Linked DNA regions of Arachis hypogaea: region 1 is linked to region 2. A link is a contact called in public Hi-C data. All regions are on one chromosome and are shown on one strand. Each heading gives the region's core, a stretch centred on a gene start, on an enhancer-like site or on the middle of the called end of the contact. The rest is flanking DNA. Distances are from core to core; before and after follow the strand shown. Region 1 holds the start of LOC112783942 (leucine-rich repeat receptor protein kinase HPCA1). Region 2 has its middle 4.8 kb from the start of LOC140182673.

Region 1 (4,419 bases), core at 702-3,201, 120 kb before region 2:
CATGAGTGTCGGAATTGCCAATAGTGCGTACGCGGACTATAGTTGCGTATGCTGGGGTGTTGGTAGCAACATAGGCTCGCGTACGCGAGAGTCCAAAATTTTCCAAAGTCACGTACACAGCCCACGTCCACGTACACGAAGTACCGGGCAGAGCCCTATACCCACGTCACATGACACATCCATGTACGCATGTTTATCAGTTTTCAGAAAGCTGCTATATTGCAGAAATTCAGTTTTTTACCCCAAACTTTGAAATCTCATAACTTTTTTCACAAAAATTATTTTTCAACCATTCTTGATTGGAAAGATTGTTGAATAAAATTTTATAAAAATCTTTTTTTGTTAAATTTCCAACCCTGAGGATCGAGTTATGGCCCACCGAAGTTGGCTAAAAATCTATTTTCTTACCAAAAACTATGCACTTTCAATTTTATATTAATTCTCAATCTCCTTGCATTTGACACCTAAAACCATATTTCAATACCATTCTCAAATCAAACCATATCTAATCCACACAACACCATATCATCCATTAATTATCTTTCTCGACAATTTTCCAATTCAAACACACCTCAAATATTGAACACAATTTCCAAACATTAATCACTCTAAATTTACTGTCACCATCATAATCATAATCATAATCACACCATTCACAATTACATCAATTCACTTATTTCATACCGTCAAAACTTATCCGGTCTCACCCCTTCACAGCCTCTGGCCCAATCTCTTTCAATACCCAATTCATGATTATTGACAATATCATTATAGTAAATCATCTACAAATTCAATCAATAACATACATTGTATCATAACATTCACATTAAACTAACAACAACCAACCACACCAAAATTCAACAATATCCTTGGTTCATCTAGCCTAGGACTTCATGTCACATTACATAGTATTTAAATAAAACTTAAACCATACCCAAGTTCACACCCAACACTTGGATTTTCCACTCCAACAATACCCAAGTTCCAAACAAGCCACCAAGGTTCACCCAAAAGCTCTGCAAGCCAAATTCAAGCTCCCAATGTGTACCAAAATTAGCCAACAATTCTAATGTAACCAATTCACACATATATCAACTTAGGATTCATAAAATTTGAAAACTACAAGGATTTAGAGGTTTCTTACCTTAACCCATAAAAATTATTGAAATCCAGATATAGCTCATACTAGAGCACTCCTAAACCATTAAAACCATGAAAAACTCAATACCCCAAAGCCAAAAATGCGAATTATGTTAGGGAAGAGAACTGGAGTATGGATTTCGAATTACTCACCACTTTGTTCAATTAAAATTGAAGAGGATGGTCTGGGCTTTACGTGACTACAAACGGCTTGTCAATCGGTGCTCCGGATCAAAAGTTACGGAGGATTGAAGTTTATGGAGTTAGGGTTTGTGTTATTCTTCCTCACTCTCTTCTCATTTCAGCATGGAACACAATGAAAGTGGGATGAAAGATGCTTAAATGGCTTTAGTTGAAGCCTTATATAGGTGGGCTTGGGTCCACTTGGGCCCGGTTCACTCGATTTAGCCCGTTGGCCCAAATTTAGGTCAAAACCTTTAAGATTAGTGTTTAATTCGTGTTCTAATTATTTTTACCTCATCAAATAATAAATTTTAATTTCTTTACCCTTGTCACTCATAATTAATTGTCTCACTCACACACTACTAGAAAACTAGTTATTACAGACGGATATTTCCGACGGATTTTATCCCACGAAAATACAGACAGAATTTCAGAGGGATTTTTTTGTCGAAAAACAAAAACAATGAATTAGCATAAATTACAGACAAAAAATAAAATTCGTCGATAATTCTGTCGGTAAAATTAATTTTTTTCGTGGGAAATGATTACAGACAAAAAATCCGTCTATAATTAAATAGACGAAACGCGGTATTCTATTAAATTATTATTGACGAAAAATCCGTCTGTAATTTAAAATTTTTCGTCGGAAATATTGAATTAAGACCAAATGAAACACGAGCTTCTTCCAGCTTCTTCTAAATGAAACACGGCTTCTTCTTCTTCTCTCCGTAGCACAAGCTACTTCTTCTCTCCGTGGCTGCTACTTCTGCTTCTTCCACCGCTGCCGCCATTGCGTCGCACAATCTCTCTCTGTCATCCCTTGCGTCGCACGAGATCCCTCCGCCGCTGCTCTTGTCGCATCTACTCCCATCGTCGCAGAGCTCTCTCTGCCGCCGCTCTCATCGCATCTGCTCCCTCTGGCTCCTCTTCCATTTAATCTCAACTCGTTCTCTCAGTTCTTCTTGTAACCATATTAAATTTTAGGTATATATATATATATCCTGATTTTGTGATTCTGTTCTTCGTGATAAATTTTAGGGCTCAATTTTTCTGTGCCAAATTTAGGTTTATCATACTCTACTTTTGTGCTTTGTTTGAATCTGCAGGTTTACTCTAATTTTGATGAATTATTTTCTGCAATTGAAGCTTTTTTGACTTAAAATTCATGGTAGGCCATTGCTTTCTATAGTTTTTAACTTTCATAGTTTGATATTGATTTTGATGACGTTGGCTCATGGCAAACTAATGTCCAGAGAGCAGCAACTGGAAGGAGACTATCGAGAGCTTCACTCGCGATTGAGGACTCACTTGAAAATTATAGCATTTTATGGTGGAGAGATGAGAGAAAAAGCCCATATTCAACAGAAGTTTAAGACCTTGGTTAGGCATTTGAGTAGTGTCCTACATGACCATTGGTGGTTTGTCATGATTCAGGACTTTTTATTGAAGTATCTTGGTGCTACAGTTGCTATTATTCTGATAATTGAGCCTTTCTTTTCTGGCCATCTAAGGTCTGACAGTTCAACTTTAGGGGTGCAGAGATGCTAAGCAATCTAAGATATCATACTAGTGTTATTGTTTCCCTATTTCAGTCACTGGAAACTCTTTTTATTAGTGCAAAACGGCTCAATCGACTCAGGTATATTAAATCTATCATTTATCCTTTTTTGAAGTTGATATCGGTTTTTATTCTTGGTATGTAGGCATATGTTATATACAAATCCTTGCAAAGTTCAAGCCTATATATTCTAAGTAAACTATATATTTTATAGTGGTTATGCTTATCGCATTCATGAGTTAATGGCTGCATCAAGGGAGCTAAGCCTGGAGAATGAGAAATCTTCACTCCAAAGCAGAGGAAGTAGAAGTTTCATAAGTGAAGCTAACTACATTGAATTCTCTGGTGTCAAGGCAAGTGATTTCAATGAACCATCTATACACCTGAACTTGTCATTATGATTTTGTTATTATTTTGATATTGATGCTGCTCCCAAAATTCAGGTTGTAACTCCCACTGGTAATGTCTTAGTGGATGACTTGACTCTTAGGGTTGAGTCATCTTCTGTATTCATCAGTAGTTTTGTATCAATCTATCTGTCTTATTTTAATGTTTCTTTTAAAAAGGAGAATCAGATTCACTTAGAAAGTTCCCTTCTAAATCTTGTCCTTTAAGATACGGAACTACAAAAATTCAAGAAGATGCCCTCACTCTGTTTCAAGCTGCATTACGTGAATATATGCTAATTAAATCCTACTTACATATCATTCACAGTTTTATATATATGACAAAGAAAACCATGATTATTTAGTTATTTACTCACATTAAAGCCCTATTATAATATTTAACTTATATCCATCTTATTTCTATAAAAGAAAATTAAAAATGCATATCTTGGCATTTATCTACATCCATATTAGTAACGGTATTTAATATGAAATATAATTTGCTGTACGCCTAATAGCTTGGTCTATATACATGTATGATAATAACATTTTTGTGTATTACATGTGAATTTATTATGTTCTGTGACTTGTATACTGAACAAACAAAAGGATCCAATAGAAAGTGCTTAAAAAAACAACTAAATGTTTGCACTCTTCCTCCTTTTAGGATTTATTATTTTAGGCTACGAAGCTATATCTATCAATCTTTCTGTGCCAAATAATGATAAAATCTTAATTTGTGATGATGAAAAATAACTAAAAAAAAAGTGTTGGTGAAAGCTATTTTAATTTATTTTTCAAAAAATATACTGTGTAAAAACATTGAAAACTTCAAAACTTTAAATTTTCAATACAATTTTTTCTTATTTGGCACTTTAATAAGTGCCCTGAGACTAGAACACATGTCATTTGTTGAGAGAACAAATAGCTAGTATCATCTATTTTGCTGGTTATTAAAATTTGAACTATAGTTCCTTCTTTTATTTTTTCTTGACTTGATTATTCGGCAGCTTTCATTTTAGATAATTGAAACAGCGTAGGATGAGACGGAGAGTCTTGCAAACTTCCTTGTGTACCATTTTTCTGTCATAGTGATTTATCTTTTTACCATCTTTTCTTTATTTTTCAGTTGTTATGTAACTCATCTATTTT
Region 2 (4,937 bases), core at 1,743-4,242:
AAAATTTTAGGTATTAATTATACCACAATTACGGTATTAAGACTTTGAACATAATTTTAATTTAATTTTAGACAATATCAAATATATATATATATATGATATTTAGGTATTAATTATTGTTATTTATTAACTTATTTTAGGTATTTAATTATTAAAATATTAGATATTAATTATATTCCGTTTACCGTGTTAAGATTTTAGGCATAATCCCAATTTAATTTTGGACATATATATATATATATATATATTAAAAAAGTAGATTTTAATTTTACATAAAATAATATAATAGATATAGAGTATAAAAAAATTTACTTGACAAATATAATTATTCATAGTGTGATATTTTATTACGATAACATATCTTTGTGTATCGACTCCCTATAGCAATATATATATATATATATATATATTCTTTTTAGCTTATTATTTTTCCATCACATGACATATTTATTATTATATTTTAAATTTAGAGTTTTCTTGATCTAACATTGCGGTGAAAGAATGACAAAAAAAAAAAATATACGAACATTTTAAACATAATTACCGCTAATCTTTTTTTCTTTAGTTTTCAAATATATTATTTATTTTATTTATTTAGAGTAATAACTAAATTTATTATAACTGTAGTACAATTATGCTTAGACTATTCGTATTATTAGTATATTTTTAAAATTATTGACATATTAGTATATATAATAAGCAATAGTAAATTTCCTTTCATGTTATCATTTAAAAAATTTATAATTTTGATATAATCTTTATTCTATTTTTTTTCCATACCTAATGACTATTGACTACGATTCTATCAATAATATCACCTATAATAGATTATACGAAGAGAAAATATGAAAAATAAAGACAAAAATTATAAGGCTATAGAAAGTCTCATCCAAGTTTGACAAGAGTAAGACGGCTTACATAGAAATAGTTCTAATAGATGATAAGATTAATTTATTCATTTACTAAATTTTTTCAAGTAATGCTAAGTTCAATTTATAAATAGAGTTTAATTTCGATGCACTGATAGTGTAACACAGTTGTGCAATCACATACGTTTTTTTGGATGACCACTCACACGGTCAATGTGAAAGGTATTTATTTTTATTGATGTGTCATTACGTAATTAGATGCATGTGTAAAACTACTTTACACCGTCAGTGCATCAAAATTAATTCTTATAAATATTTGTAGTTCATATTTTAAGTTAATTTTATAAGTACACCATTTCACAAGTCAAAGACAATTTTTTTTAATAGCTTTGTAAATGCTAATAGCTTTTATATTTAATTTATTTTGTAGTATGATAAAATTTATTATTCAATCAAGAATTATTTGATAAAAATATTTGAGAATGAATTAGTAGAAAGGAAGGTCTATGTCTTCTCAAATTTTGAGATTGAGAAATCAAGCGGAATATATCTTCTGACTGTACACACATACAAAATATCTTTTAAGAAGGAGTCACGATAGTACACACCGTCGATGATCGTAAAATTTCAGATAATCATTTTAATTTGCTTGCCCATACTGATATATTGAAACAAACAAATGAATGATTCTACTTATTTGGTACGTAATTAATTTATATTAACTCACACACAATTATTTTCCTTTTGATTTTCAATTTTGCCAAAAAATTGTATAATAGCATCATTTTATTGACAACAAAAATTTTAACAGTTTATTTATGAAAATATTTGAAATTGTATTGTGACTTTTTTTAAAGGATATCCTTTTATTAATATACTATTGTTAATTTTATCGTTTAACATAAAATAAATCAGTCAATTTTCTTTATTTTATATACGTACGAAGTTATAATTTCTTATATTATTCACTCATTTATTCTTAATTTGTTACTTTTAATTCAATTATTTTTTGTTCAATTAAATGTTATTAGACTCTTGACGGGAAAAGAAAAACTTATATCATGGTCAAAAATAGAGAAAAGTGATCAGTACATTATGATTGATGATCTTCATGATTTGCAGTATGTAAAATTTTAATATTTTAATATGAATATTTCTTTTGGTAATAATTATGTGTTGTGTTGCAATTTTTTTTCTTTATGTATTACTACTTACTTTCGTAATTCTCACTTTCATTCAAAAATGAGAAAAAATAAGATGTACACTATGAGATCAATTTACAATCTAATTACTTGATCATTTATGTGATCACCGAGCAGCCGAATACATAATTTATTCTCTAATTTATAAAATTTAACAAAGACATTGGTAAACATATTGGTTTTGCATTTATTTATATATTTTATTTATTTATGTTATATTTGTAATTATATTATATCTATTTTTATCAATATATTTTTTTTAAAAAAATACCGTTAGTGTTAGCACATGGTGTATTAAATAAATTAAATGATAGAAATACGTAACTATTTTCTTTTTCAGTCAAAATTAAGTAAAATACTGTAATTTAGACTTGCAATATCAATATATTAATAGTAAAATGGAAAAAAAAATGTAATATTATATCAAAGAAATTTTTTTAAATCATAATTATAATTTATGATTGAAATCATAATTTAAATATTTTAAACGGCATAATTTTATTTAGAGAATTCATAATTCAAACATAATTTTTATATACTTAATAGCTACATTCGAGTTAATATATTTAATATTATATTTAAAAAACATGAACAATACACATCATATTATTTATTTATTAATTAAATTATTATAATTTAAATTAATTTTAATAGAATAATTTAAAATTATAATTTTAATTTTATCACGTGTATGGTACGGGTTATTACACTTGTTATACATGAAGTTTGAGTGTTGAGCGAACTTCTCTTCAGAAAAAATTGGATTATGGAAATTAAAGATAGAATAATTTTTTTTAAATTAAAGATTTTTTTTATTTGAGTTTAGAAAAAGAATCCGAAAAGTCTATCTAATGTATTGACGTGGGTTTTTGATTGAGCATTAGGTGAGTATATATATATATATATATATATAGCGAAAAGGATAGATTGATTATTGATTGGCGCGTGACACATGAAATGAGCGTGATTTACGTTAGATTCTATAGTATAAAAATAAAAATAGAAGACAAATAAATCTCTTGTCAAACTAAAATACAAGTAAATATCTGACTTAAATAAATAGAAGACACAGATTTTTCTATCAGATGGTTTGAATTCAGTACACAGAAATCCATATATCCCTATTTACAAAAGTTAAAAAATTCATTTGTAGATGAAAGATAAAAGATTTATTTTTCATTTTCTTTAAAATATTATATCACGGCTCGATAACAACCAGAACGTATTGATCCATTAAATTAAATAATTTCAAACGGATACGAAAATTTATTTTCATGCTAATTTTAAGTTTAGAAATGCTAATTATTCTTTAATTTTCAATTTTTAGTGAACTTTTTTAAAGATTTATTGTTATTTAATTTAAATATTCACTTTTACGTATCAATTATTTAAAAAATTTAAAAAATATTTATTTTTTATTTTCTCTCTCCTCTAAAAATGGAATAAAAGATAATATTAAAAAGATATATAGATACTGGTTTAAGTTATATGAGCCGAAACAAATCTTGTTATATTGTCATGATGTACACTGTAGTATGCTCAAATGCATGTGAAAACCACATTAGTGATGTGATATTTAATCATTGTCAAAAATTATAAGCGAGGTTAATATGCATGCAAAATGGCCAAAAAATATATACAAGTATAAAATAAATGGAACATATTAATCTTACAAGGTGCAATCACAGGGAGAATTACAACATCTACTTTAACAGAACAAGGCAAAGGAAGTATAACCCACAAAATTTAGGGTGAAGAAGAAGGGTGTTAACGTAATTTTCCAAACTTAGTAAGGTTTACTGTATAAACCAAACAAGGATTTCTCCCTCTCTTCTACTCTTTTCAGCTTCTCTTGCCTTAAGAGCTGCTTTCTCTTCTTCAGAGATAACTTTGGCTTTGGACTTCTCTTCAGCTCTCTTTCTCTTGCCGACAGTAAGAGATGAATAGGCATCTTTCACATTTTTTCTGGGATTCAAAGAAGAACTAACAACTTGCCCCGGTGAAAGTTCATTTTGAGATTTATTTTCAGTTTTCTTTTCAACTGATTTTGATTGTGAAGTTGACAAAGAGTTTGAATTTGGTCCACTTATCCTAGCATTTGACGAAAACTGAGGTGAGGCATATGCTTCTTCTTGAGTCACCCACTTCCCTGTTGAAATTTCCTTGAGTAAAGATCCCATCCATAACTAATAGGGTAAATTACATTGAAGGCGATATTGCAGACGACACCCTTTCGTTTTAAATAATCTACGATATTGACTTATAGATATAGTGTGTAATGTCACTTAATCACAGACGAAATCAAATAATCAATATAATATTACTTCATATAGTAAAATGAGAGAAGGAGAAGAATAAGGCCCAAACCTATAGCATCAGAATAGTAAAACCCTGATTTTGGATCATTGCAAAATCCATTTGTTTTATCGTAGTAGTAACCTGGACTGTCATCAAACTGCCATTCTGCAAATTATGCAGTCAACTTCAGGTATGCATAAAATAGAATTGCATGACAAAATACGCTTGAAACTCGCAATGCATAGTTACATGAGTTGAGTATATAAAGCTAAGTGGATATTTTATCGATGCTTAACAGCAGCAAAAATGTATTTTTTGTTTAAATCTCAACTGAGAACAAATAACGATACACAGTATGAGAAAAGGCAAAGCAGTTCCAAATTTCTCTAAGGGGAAAAAAGGTTAATAGTTATTCGACTAATTTTTCCATTTCATTAATCTTGGTGTGACATGAAAACATATCTAATTTTCGACATTATCTAGGAAGTTTCTTGAAACACAACACAGTACTCTTAATTCTTGAAGGATAGTTAATTTGGTCTTTTATTTATTATCTACAGAGGACTAT

The links. Hi-C and Micro-C count contacts between places; a contact is called where the count stands out from the background.
Region 1: a Hi-C map of leaf shows a contact between it and region 2, with 2.0 times the contacts expected there. The contact joins the promoter of LOC112783942 here to the enhancer-like site in region 2. A contact is called at or near these places in 3 of 8 Hi-C or Micro-C datasets (leaf and an unstated tissue).

What each region holds. Positions count from the first base shown.
Region 1 is chr20:73,229,625-73,234,043 of arahy.Tifrunner.gnm2.J5K5, reverse strand. LOC112783942 (leucine-rich repeat receptor protein kinase HPCA1) reads left to right here and starts at 1,951. Exons shown (of 13, transcript XR_011878514.1): 1 at 1,951-2,307; 2 at 2,430-2,491; 3 at 2,577-2,962; 4 at 3,096-3,234.
Region 2 is chr20:73,110,561-73,115,497 of arahy.Tifrunner.gnm2.J5K5, reverse strand. It overlaps the pseudogene LOC112786824. Among protein-coding and RNA genes, the nearest start is that of LOC140182673, 4.8 kb to the right of the region's middle. Within about 2 kb of position 2,992, at least 1 of the 3 cell types and tissues checked has open chromatin away from gene starts, as enhancers often do.